Regions from separate parts of the Mus musculus genome. Here region 2 is linked to region 1. A link is a contact called in public Hi-C data. All regions are on one chromosome and are shown on one strand. Each heading gives the region's core, a stretch centred on a gene start, on an enhancer-like site or on the middle of the called end of the contact. The rest is flanking DNA. Distances are from core to core; before and after follow the strand shown.

The links. Hi-C and Micro-C count contacts between places; a contact is called where the count stands out from the background.
Region 2: a contact with region 1 is called in a Hi-C map of hematopoietic stem and progenitor cells, with 1.6 times the contacts expected there. The contact joins two enhancer-like sites. A contact is called at or near these places in 10 of 39 promoter capture datasets (the 3T3-L1 cell line, 3T3-L1-derived adipocytes, the C10 cell line and 5 more), 2 of 15 datasets of contacts at CTCF or cohesin (the NIH/3T3 cell line and large pre-B cells), 70 of 484 Hi-C or Micro-C datasets (the AML12 cell line, the BV-2 cell line, the C10 cell line and 43 more), 9 of 115 datasets of contacts at active chromatin or transcription factors (the HPC-7 cell line, bone marrow-derived dendritic cells, cardiomyocytes and 5 more) and 5 of 9 other capture datasets (adipose tissue, bone marrow-derived macrophages, liver and 2 more).

Annotation. Positions count from the first base shown.
Region 1 is chr11:68,830,995-68,836,645 of GRCm38.p6, forward strand. It overlaps Ndel1 (nudE neurodevelopment protein 1 like 1), which reads right to left. Exons shown (of 9, transcript NM_023668.3): 6 at 5,156-5,329; 7 at 2,360-2,451. Among named protein-coding and RNA genes, the nearest start is that of Ndel1, 19 kb to the right of the region's middle. Within about 2 kb of position 2,042, at least 22 of the 459 cell types and tissues checked have an H3K27ac peak or open chromatin away from gene starts, as enhancers often do. A contact at or near this core is called in erythroblasts and hematopoietic stem and progenitor cells, where this site is marked.
Region 2 is chr11:68,869,493-68,874,674 of GRCm38.p6, forward strand. No RefSeq gene overlaps it. Among named protein-coding and RNA genes, the nearest start is that of Rnf222, 16 kb to the right of the region's middle. Within about 2 kb of position 2,504, at least 138 of the 459 cell types and tissues checked have an H3K27ac peak or open chromatin away from gene starts, as enhancers often do. A contact at or near this core is called in erythroblasts and hematopoietic stem and progenitor cells, where this site is marked.

The DNA.
Region 1 (5,651 bases), core at 792-3,291:
TTACGGTAAAAGTACAATGCGCTAGTTAAATAATGACAGGAATAATGACCCTCTAGGATGCTCTGACTTGTAAATAAGTTCATACTGAACTCTTGAATTTCCTATATTCAATGAAGGGATTTGTCCATCCATGTAAATATCTGTTGACATCTTTCACATGGCAGGGAAAAACAATTATGTTTCAGGCATCAGTGACACACACAGGTGGTACAAGCCCTGGGTCTTTCAAAGGAAAAAAATGTTCTAGAGATTAAGACTTAGAAACTTGACATCCAGTGGTAGATGAAGCCATGACTGTGAACAGTAAGATCTTCACTGAAAAAAAGGACGAAGGAAAGAAAGATAAATTCGTAGCAGGGTGGGGACAGACAAGAGAAAGCATCAGAGACGCCAAGAAAAGAGGACATTCTGAGGAGGGTGGGGCACACTGGCATTGAATGCTTCAAATAAAACTCAGAGCAGTGCACACATAGGATTTGACCACATTGACATCACCAAGCAGTCTTAGCTTGATCAGGCCGGGTGTGGTGGCGCATGCCTTTAATCCCAGCACTCGGGAGGCAGAGGCAGGAGGATTTCTGAGTTCGAGCCAGCCTGATCTACAAAGTGAGTTCCAGGACAGCCAGGGCTATACAGAGAAACGCTGTCTTGAAAAACCAAAAAAAAGAAAAAAAAAAAAAAAAAAGAAAGAAAAAAAAAGAGCTTGATCAGGAATAGCAGGCCAGAATGTCTATGTCTAAAGTATACACGCAGTCAAGGGCCACAAGGGTGTTGATAAGAGAAGCGTAAGATAAAGAATGGCCTTGGGCTAGAGAGATGGCTCAGCCATTAAGAGCACTGACTGCTCTTCCAGAGGTCCCGAGTTCAATTCACATGGTGGCTCACAACCATATATAATGGGGTCTGATGCCCTCTTCTGGTATGTCTGAAGAGAGAAATGGTGTACTCATATACATAAAATAAATAAATGTTTTTTTAAAAAGGCCTATTTTTTTTAAATGGTCTATAGTTTTACTTTGTAAAAATTTAAAAAGCCAAGCATGGAGGAGTACTGCATTAAACCCAGCACTTTGGAGGCAGAAACAGACAGACTTATTTGAGTTGGAAGCCAGCAAATACCATGTCCATCTGGGCTACAGAGTGAGACCTTGTCTCTAAAAAAAGAAAAGAAAAGAATAGCTAGGTATGCTAAATAATCCCAAGCACTAAGCACACAGAGACAGAAGTACCATGAGTTCAAGGCCAGCCTGAGCTATAGTGAGTTCTAGTCCAGGCTGGGCCAGTGTGAACTATGTTCACAATAGACAGTGTCTCAACAAAAAGAAAAAAATAAAATGGAGATGAAAGAAGAAAGGGAAAGAGGTCAGGCTTAACAGGGGTACAGCTCAGTGGCAGAGTACTGACTTAACATTCAAGAGGTTCCAGCAAGACAGTGCAGTGTAAAATCCTTAGCAGACAAAAGTGCTTGCCCCACAAGCCTGAGAACCTGAGTTTGATCCCTGGAACTCATATTTTAACAGAGAAACAAAAGACCTGGGGCCAGGTGCCGGCTCAGTGGTTAACAGAGTGTAATGTAATCAGGGGACCTGAGTTCAGTTCCCAGATCCCTTTATCAGATGGCTGTTAAGCCCAGTTCCAGGAGATCTGACCCCTCTGGTCTCATAGGACACCTGAATTCTTATATACATACTCACATTCAGACACATATAGACACATAAAAAATAAAAAACTTATTAAATCAAAAAGCCAATTTTTTAAAACTTTGTTTAAAAAAAAAAAAAGACAGAAAGAAAAGCCAGAATTGGCGAGCTGGCTCAGAGGTTACAGCACTTGCTGCTCTTGCAGATGACTGGGGCTTGATCCTCAGCAACCACACAGCACCTCACAACCATCTGTTAACTCCAGCCCCAGGGGATCCAACACCCTCTCTGACCTCAGCAGACCCCACCACACACACACACACAATTAAAAACTGATAGAGAAATAACCAGTGTCATATTTCAAAAGGCAAGTCACTCAAGTCAAGCTTAGGGCCGAGATGAGGCACTGAAGCTGAGGTGTTCGAGAGCAGTAAGCCCCAGATAAGAGTGGCTGGCAATGCCCCAAGCCACACACTAGCCCACAAAATAAAAGATGAAGGAAAAAACAGAAGAGTAAGAGAGCCAGGGGCAAAGAACGGAACTTGAGGTGCTGCACTGTAGAGAGGACAGCAATGGGAAGAGTTACATAGGTAACCTTGAAGCCCAGGCTGGGGGTTTTCTCAGGGGCTTCTCCGCTTCATATGGTTCTTAGCACAGGAAAGAGACAGTTCAATACTACCTCCGCAGTGGAAACACAGTGATAAATAACTAATGCTTACCCCTACTTTCCGCAAGAGATCTCCCACGATGTTTAGTGCTGATATCCTAGCAGAAGGAGTTAGTGGACTGGTTCCAAAGCCGTTTGGTATAGCTACAGAAAGAGAAACGCAGAGGAATAACATCAGCAGCTCCCTTTATATTTGGACTATATTGATGATGTCACAAAGCAAAACACATTTAGCAATATCATACTGTTTCACGGTACAGACAAAGTATAAAGAAGCTTAACCATTAGACTACATCAGTGGTCACTTCTCCAAACTGCTCCAAGGACAAAGATCCTTAAACATCTCAACAGGCTTTTCTGGAGATCCTGAGAACAGAACTGAGGGCAGAGGGCTGCCCACTGTCTCCCTAACAGATGCTACAAGGATGCATATAAGAGCATCATGCCACACATGGACTCACAGACTGTGGTAGCATGCACAGTGCCTGCACAGCTCCACACCAGCCAGGACCCCAGTGCTAAGATGGGGAAGTAGACATGAGCCCCATCTCTAACCAAGGAGCTATTGCCAACTCACTGACAAACATCCACAAAGGAAAAGCTAGTCTCCATGGGCATCTCACAGGGCTGACACACCACACTTACAGGCAGGCCCTATGCTCACAGCACAGGTGACCAACACAAACCAATCCAAAAGTATTTGTAGTTTTTGTTTGTTTGTTTGTATTTGTGTTTGTGTTTCTGGTCTCATGTTGCTTTGTTTTGGCTTTTTTTTTTTTTTTAAACCTTTCTGGTCTTTTGCTTGTACATTACCATTTTTAGTTTTGTATTTTACGGGATGGGTGTGTGTCTGCATATGTATGTATTTCTCTTGCTCTTTTTGTTTTTCTTGTTAGTTCATTAGTTTTGTTTTATTCTTGTTTGTTTGAATTTCCCTGTTTTCCTAAGACAGAGAGAAAGTATAGAGTTGGAAGGGTGGGGAGACGGAGAAGGTCTGGGAGGAGATGAGGGAGGGAAAACATGATCAGAATATTGTATAAAAAATTACTTGCAATTGAAAAAAACTAAAAAAATATGGCAAACTGAGTACAGTATATGGGTACAGTATAGGCAGGGGGATCTCTGAGGTTGAGACCAGCCTGAGGGGTGTGTGTGTGTGTGTGTGTGTGTGTGAGTGTGTGAGTGTGTGTAGAGAGAAAGAATGCACACATTCACAAGTACCAAGGCAGGCAGGGCTACAGAGTGAAACCATATCTCAAGAAAAAAGAAAAGAAAGAAAAGAGAAAAGAAAAGGCAAGACAAAGAGAAGGTAAGAGGAATACTGTGCCGAGGGGCTGAATAGATAGCTCAGTGGTTAAGAGCACTTCCAGAGGTCCTGAGTTCAATTCCCAACAACCACATGGTGGCTCACAACCATCTGTAACAGGATTCGATGCCCTGTTCTGGTGTGTCTGAAGAAAACTACAATGTACTCACATACATGAATTAAATCTAAACACACACACACACACACACACACACACACACACATAAAAGAAATACTGTGCCAAACCAGTAGTCAGCATGATAATACTCTCAATAATGAAATGTGACTGACACAGCAAATTGAATTTCACCGTTCATTGAAATGAGTATAAAGTTTAACAGTCACTTCTGGCTACTTGAGCAGCACAAATGCAGGAAATGCTGTCCCAATTGCCCAGAGAACCTCCTCTCACTCTAGAGGATAAAATGTATTTTGAGAAGGGCAGGAAGGCATGGGGGGCAGTGGAAGCTGGGATATGAACTGCTGACTACCTAAACAAGTGGGATTGGAAAGCTCTGGGGTTAGGCTGCAAGGCTCTCAGGCTGGCCACAGAAGGCTTCACCTCATTAAGCGCATTTAACACACACACTAAATAAACAAGAAGAATCTTATCAGTTCCCCTGCATGTTACCTTTGTGGGCAGTTCAAGACCCAGTAACAGAATGTTCTATTTGAGCCAACCTTCTATCAATCTAGATAGTAACTCAAAGTTCTCTTCGTATCTGTTTTTCTATGACATACTAAATGGCAAAAGCAAGAAATAATTATTTAGGTAGGACCAAAAAACTTAATACGAGACTCTGGGTGTGATGGCACATGCCTATAATCCCAGAACCTGGGAGGGAGAGGCTCAAAGATCAGGAATTAATTCAAGGTCATCTTCAGGCCATCCTAGGCTTGGTGAGACTGTGTCTCAAAACTAACCACCAATCTATGGTAGCAAAAAAATGTATAAGAAATAACTCAAATCAAGAAGAAAAAAAACACTTGTAAAACTTATCTTTTTTTGTACTTTCAAATTTAAATTTACTACATGGAACTGAGAATATAGATCAGTGTCAGTACCTTTTGCCAAGCAAACACAGAGCTCTAGGTTCAATACCCAGGCCCGACAAAGACAGACAGACAGACAGACAGAGAGATAGACAGAGACAGACAGACAGACAGACAGACAGACAGAAAGAAGGGAGGGAGGGAAGGAGGGAGGGAGGGAGGGAGGGAGGGGGGAGGGAGGGGGGAGGAAGAAGGAATCTGCATGAACATATATTTCTATAATAACCAAAATAAGGTCTTAAAAATAAAATCTAAAACTTAAAAACTTTTTAACTTTTTAAAACTTTTACTTAAGCTGCTCTTGTGTTGAGCGCAGACACCATCCCACTGCGACAGATCAGTGACCTGGAAAGCCCATCCTTCCTCTGCTTCCTGGATACTACAGTAACTTGTAAACTGCCGTTCACGCAGAACTGTAGCAGCTCTGCTACACCAGCAAATACATTTGAAACTGATCATCTAACATGGCCTTCAAGAGAAAATACAAACCTTTTGGTGAAGGAAAACTGTTTTCTGTGCCTTTCCCAACAGGCGTTGCAGGCAAGGAGAGTGAAGCCTGGACCGCAGAATCCATCTTCTCACAGTCCAGAGTTGGAGAGCTGGGGGCAGACTTGCGGGTCACTTCCTGTTGTCGTTCCCGAACTGCTAGTTCTTGCCTTAAATCTGCAAAATGTCGCAAACAAAAGCAGGAATCCTCATTAGAGGGAGCAAATATACCCTGCAAGTCCCAACAAAAACATCATATAAACATTCCTCCTATGTTACTAGTTCTCAAAACAAGCTTCCTATCTAAAAATTTTTATCTCTTTAACAAAATGTGAACTCCCCTAGAACTTAAAAATACAAAGTAGTGAGATGGCTTAGTAGTTACGGCACTTGTTTCCAGACCTGACAACCAGAGTTCCATCCCTGAGACAGACATGGGAGACTGAGAGAACCAACCCCTACAAGATGTCCTCTGACTTCCACAGTGGCTAGTGTACGC
Region 2 (5,182 bases), core at 1,254-3,753, 39 kb after region 1:
TCTCAGATAGATAGATAGATAGATAGATAGATAGATAGATAGATAGATAGATAGATAGATAAAAATATACAGACAGACATGGATACATAGATACGTTGATAAAACAAACAAACAAGTGCCGGGCATGGTGGCTCATGCCTTTAATCCCAGCACTCGGGAGGCAGAGGCAGGTGGATTTCTGAGTTCGAGGCCAGCCTGGTCTACAGAGTGAGTTCCAGGACAGCCAGGGCTATACAGAGAAACTCTCGAAAAACCAAACAAACAAACAAACAAAAGATGTCCACACGCATATACTATTACAAGCCTAAAAGCATGTGCAAGGGTGGTAGCCATGCAACAGACAGAGGAACCTGAAGGCCAGAAGCTAGCCAAAGCAAGAGTGCTGTGCCTCTGAACTCCAGAAAGGCTCCTGGGATAGAGGTTCTATCTGCTTCAGCAACCATATGGCATGGGCTAAAGAGAAGACGATGTGTTGAAGGTGGTACATTCACAGAACATTTAGACGCAGACCTCACAGTCCAGGGAGTAGGCAAACCAAAGCATTGCCTCACCCCAGCCCAGCAGGAGAAGGAGAGAAGAACTGGAAAGAGCAGCTAAGTCACTTCACCATAAAGAGAAAGGGGGCCTGAGGAGAAAGGACTCCTCCAAGTCCAGGATGTCTCACCCTCCTCCCTGGGAAGCCTCAGTATGTTGACAACCTCCTCCAGGCAGCAGGACCGAGAATTCTTCAATGGGTCTTCCAACCACACAGCCTCAACAATCTATCTCCTAAGAATTCATTCTAAGGAAATGCCGGAGCTGGTATGTGAAGATTGTATGTTTAATGGTGTTTTCTGCAGTACAGCTTACTTTTATAGACTCACACTGAAAGCCTATCACTACCCACAAATCAGTTTACTTTACCAAGCCATGCATGCTACATCCACACATGGGATATGGTACAGCAGTCCAGGACAGGGTGGATATTTGTGAATCAGCATACGATGACTCAAAAGACATTAAATGCAAAGAAGTTACAGGACGGTAAGTAGAATTCAACATTAAAAAATTTATTGAAAGTGTGTATGTCAGCTGGGTGTGATGGCTCATGCCTGTAATCCTCACACTGGATGGGTGTGCACAGGAGGAGTCAGGGTTCAAGGTCAACATCATAGCCTGTCTCAAAAGCATGTGTATTTTGAGGCCAGGTGAGGTTGTTGGGAGCGGGTGAGGCTGCACACACCAGTGATTCTAGCACCCAGAAGGCAGAGGCAGGAAAATCAAGACAGACCCAAGGCCAACCTGATCTGCATAGCAAATTCTATACCAGCCAAGACTAATAGATGTGAGCCCCTGGCTCAAAGGGGACTGACTGGGGGGGGGGGGGGGGCTGGAGAGATGGCTCAATGGTTACGAGAACTTCTGTTCTTGCAGAGGGCTGGGTTTGCTTCCCAGCACCCACATGGAGGCTCACAAGTGTCTTTAACTCCAGTTCTAGGGGATTCAAGTGTCTAGTCTCTAAGGGAACCCATGGATGTGTGCACATACACACCCACAGACATACACATAAAAATAGATAAAATGTCTATGTTTGTAGGTCAAAGTGCTCATATTTGAGGATATACTTATACAAAGATTGTCAGTGTCTCTGCATGGATAGCTTGTATTTTATCAAATAAGATAGTATCATGGAAAAAGTATGTCTAGTTCCATTTAGAAAACGAAATAAAGAGAGCCCCAAGCCTTGAGAAACACAACCTCCTTACAGTGTAGGAAACACTTTCATAACCATTGTCCTACAAGCTCTGGACGAGTTCAAATAAAATAAAAATACTTCGCCATCCATAGGCAAGAAGACAGAACGAAAGAAGCCGCTGGCCCGTCAGGAGTTGAGCGATTTAGAAGCAGCCAAGACTTCAAAACAAGCCCCTCACTTGTTCAGTCCGGCATGACATCATTGCCTCACCCTGATTGTCTCTCCATCAGCCCAGATAAACTTGTCTGAACCCAAAAAGCTCCCCGCCCCTCCAAGAAATACTAGCAGGCGGCCAGGAAATAAAAACCAAATCAAGGTGATCAGGATCCAGATGAGGGAAGATAACTGTGTTTTCAGAAAAAAGGCACCATAGCAAATGCCTAGTGTCACCTATCACAGGGACATAATGGCATTCATCCTAACTGGCCACCATATGGGCAGAAAGGGTTCTCAGACACCAGAAGCCTCCACTCTGGTGTCTCTCAGGCCACGCCCAAGCCCCCCACCCATTCCTTCCCCTCCCTCACTCCAATCCCCCAAAGTTGCAAGGCACCTGGTCCTGGCTCCTCAGCTGATCTGGTTCACAGCAGCACGTGGGGACCACCCGGGGCCAGCTGGGAAAAAGCAGAGGTCAACAGGAAGAAGGAGACTCAATCATGTCTGACAAAAGAGACTCTGGGACAGGAAGTGAGTTTGAGCCAGGAAGGCTGGGGCCTGCTGTCAAGTAGTGAGGCAACCCTGCCAGCCTTGTTACTCAGCTGGAGTTGAGCAAGACCTGGGAGCTTGGGCAAGGGAGTAAGAAATGCCAGTCATAGCTTCAAGGCTCTCCACCTCTGCTGTCTGCGTGTGAACGGCTGCTTCTGGTCCTCTCACCCACTTCTCCCCTCTGTCCCTAAGGACGAATGAACGCTGGCTAACTAATTTAGTGGAGGAGACAAACAGGTGCCAATGTTTTTATGTCTACGCCGGTGCAATAACACAGCAAGTAAGAGCTCAAATTAGGGGTTCGTGGGTGTGGCTCAGTGGTACTCTACTTGCCCAGCCTGGGTAAGGCCCTGGGCTCTGTGGCCAGTGCTCAAAACCAAAACAAACCAGAGAGAGAGAGAGAGAGAGAAGAGAACACAATCTTAAAGGCAGAGAGCTTAGACTTTTCATCCTTGAACCTCGTTTTCCCTCTTAGGAATTGGAGCTAACACCAGTGCTGACTCCTGCCACTGTTTGCCGCTCAGATGGGATAATGTGTATAACTACCTCCATATAAATCCCAAGATCCAGTGAGTCCCTTGAGCTGTCAGCATTGTCCCCTTCCTGCCTTTCCAAGGCTGGTCCATTCCCTAAGTCTTTATCAGATCACGTAAGCCATCCACGTCTCTTGCCTCCACAGTGACTGCCGTTCTCCTGTGCCCATTAGTCTTACCAAATAGAACAGGAGCCATTAGTAAAAGTGGGCACGGATAACACGTTAAAGTTATTGCCTGCTCCTGTCTAGTCTACAAATGTCCGTCTTATGGAAAACAAAATAACAATGCCTTATCTGTTGTTAACAACACAAAACAAGAAGCTTCCCTGGGAAGTCATTTCCCATAGGGGTGTCTTTATTCTCAGAGAAGGCAGGTTTTGTACATACTTGTCTCTAATAGGTGCCTAGGAGGGGCCAGCAAGTACTGGAAGTTAGTCTATAAATATTTGTGGCTCTCAGTGATCTGATGGAAACATGGCCCTATTTAAACCCAGTCCTAAACTGTGAACTGACCTCAAGGGGACAGGATACCTCAGACAGATAGGCAGACATGTAAGGTTACAGAGAGAGGGGTTTACTATAGAACTTACTAAGGAAGTATAGTCTTGAGTGACAGTAAAAACTATAGCTGGCAATCTGGGTCAGAAAGAGGAGTATACTTGTGGGCTGGGACAAAAGTGACTTCATCCTGGCTGGAACATACCTGGTATCTCATAACAAAATATCAAAGAGTCGGGTGTATTCCTGGGGCCAGGGTCTGGTTGTTCAAAGCCCCATATTTGACTTTAATGGTTTTATCTAGTTGTGGTTTGCTGGGAGACCATACAGGAAAAACCGGCCAGGGTTACTCAGGGGCAATCACGGTGGCTATGACTCAAGATGGCTGTGGTCATGTCAAACAAACCCATACCGAAGCACACAGACAAGCTGTACCTGAGCTGAGGGACCCACTGCAACAGGACTAGGGTTTTGCAGGTTGAGGCAAAGCTTTTCATGAAAGCAAGACAAGGCCCCCTGGGCATACTTTAAAAGTGGTTCTCACAATCCCAGAAAGCTCTGAAAGATGGGAAAGGCGTGTGTGCCTAGTCAGGTGATGCTGTGCATTTAATCCCAGCACTTGGAAGGCAAAGGCAGGCAGATCTGAGTTTGAAGCTAGCCAGGTCCACAAAGTGAGTTCCAGAACACGTAGGGCTACACAGACACGCCCTGGAGAGAGAGAGAGAGAGAGAGAGAGAGAGAGAGAGAGAGAGAGAGAGAGAGAGAGAGCTGAAAACTGCCAAGCTGCCTGAAGGCCTCCATCATCTCCACCTCCAGATGAAACCTGCTTAGCCTGCTAAACTCAACTCCCCCTCAAATCATGTTTATCACCTGCTGACCAATAGCCTGGCCCCTGGCTCTCTGCCCCCATCTCCCTGACCCCCTTCTCAGATGATGACGGTCCTGACAGCTGAGATGGCCTCTACTTGATGAGGACCCAGTCCTTGCTTCCTGCAGCATACCTCTCCACCAGAACTGTTCATCTGGCTCCACTCTCCAAGCTTCATCGAGCTTTACTGTGTGCTAGGCACTGGGTGGGGTTTAACCCATTCTGATTTAACGTCAAGACACTCTGTAAGGCCAAGGGTATTCTCATTTACAGATCTGAAAACTGAGCCCCAACATGTTCACAAAAATTGCCCAAGGAGACACCACTCAGTTGATGGATTCAAAGTAGCCATTTGCATTTATCTATAAGATTGTGTTAGGGCTGGAGAGTTGGCTCAGCAGTTAAGAGCACTTGCTGTTCTTCCAGAGGACTGATGCTCAGTCCAGCCCCGACATAGTGGCTCATAACCCCCTGCATCTTCAACTCAGCCCTCTGTGGCCTCTGAAGGCACAAGCAACACACAACAACAACAACAACAACAACAACAACAACAACAACAATGAAAGGAAAACAGGTGGTGGTGGTGCAAGGCTTTATTTAATCTCAGCACTGAGGCATATCTCTGTGAGTTTAAAGCCAACCAGATTTACAGAACTAGTTCCAGGATAGCCAAGGCTAAAGAAACCCTGTCTCAAAAATAAACAAACAAACAAATACATAAATGGAATTAGGTTTGCTCCTGGATGCGCCTGGGTGTGAGTCCCTCTCACCCACTGCAGCGCAGAGACAGGACTTCGCACAAAGAGCACACACTAAACTCAATTCTGAGCATAAGTCATCA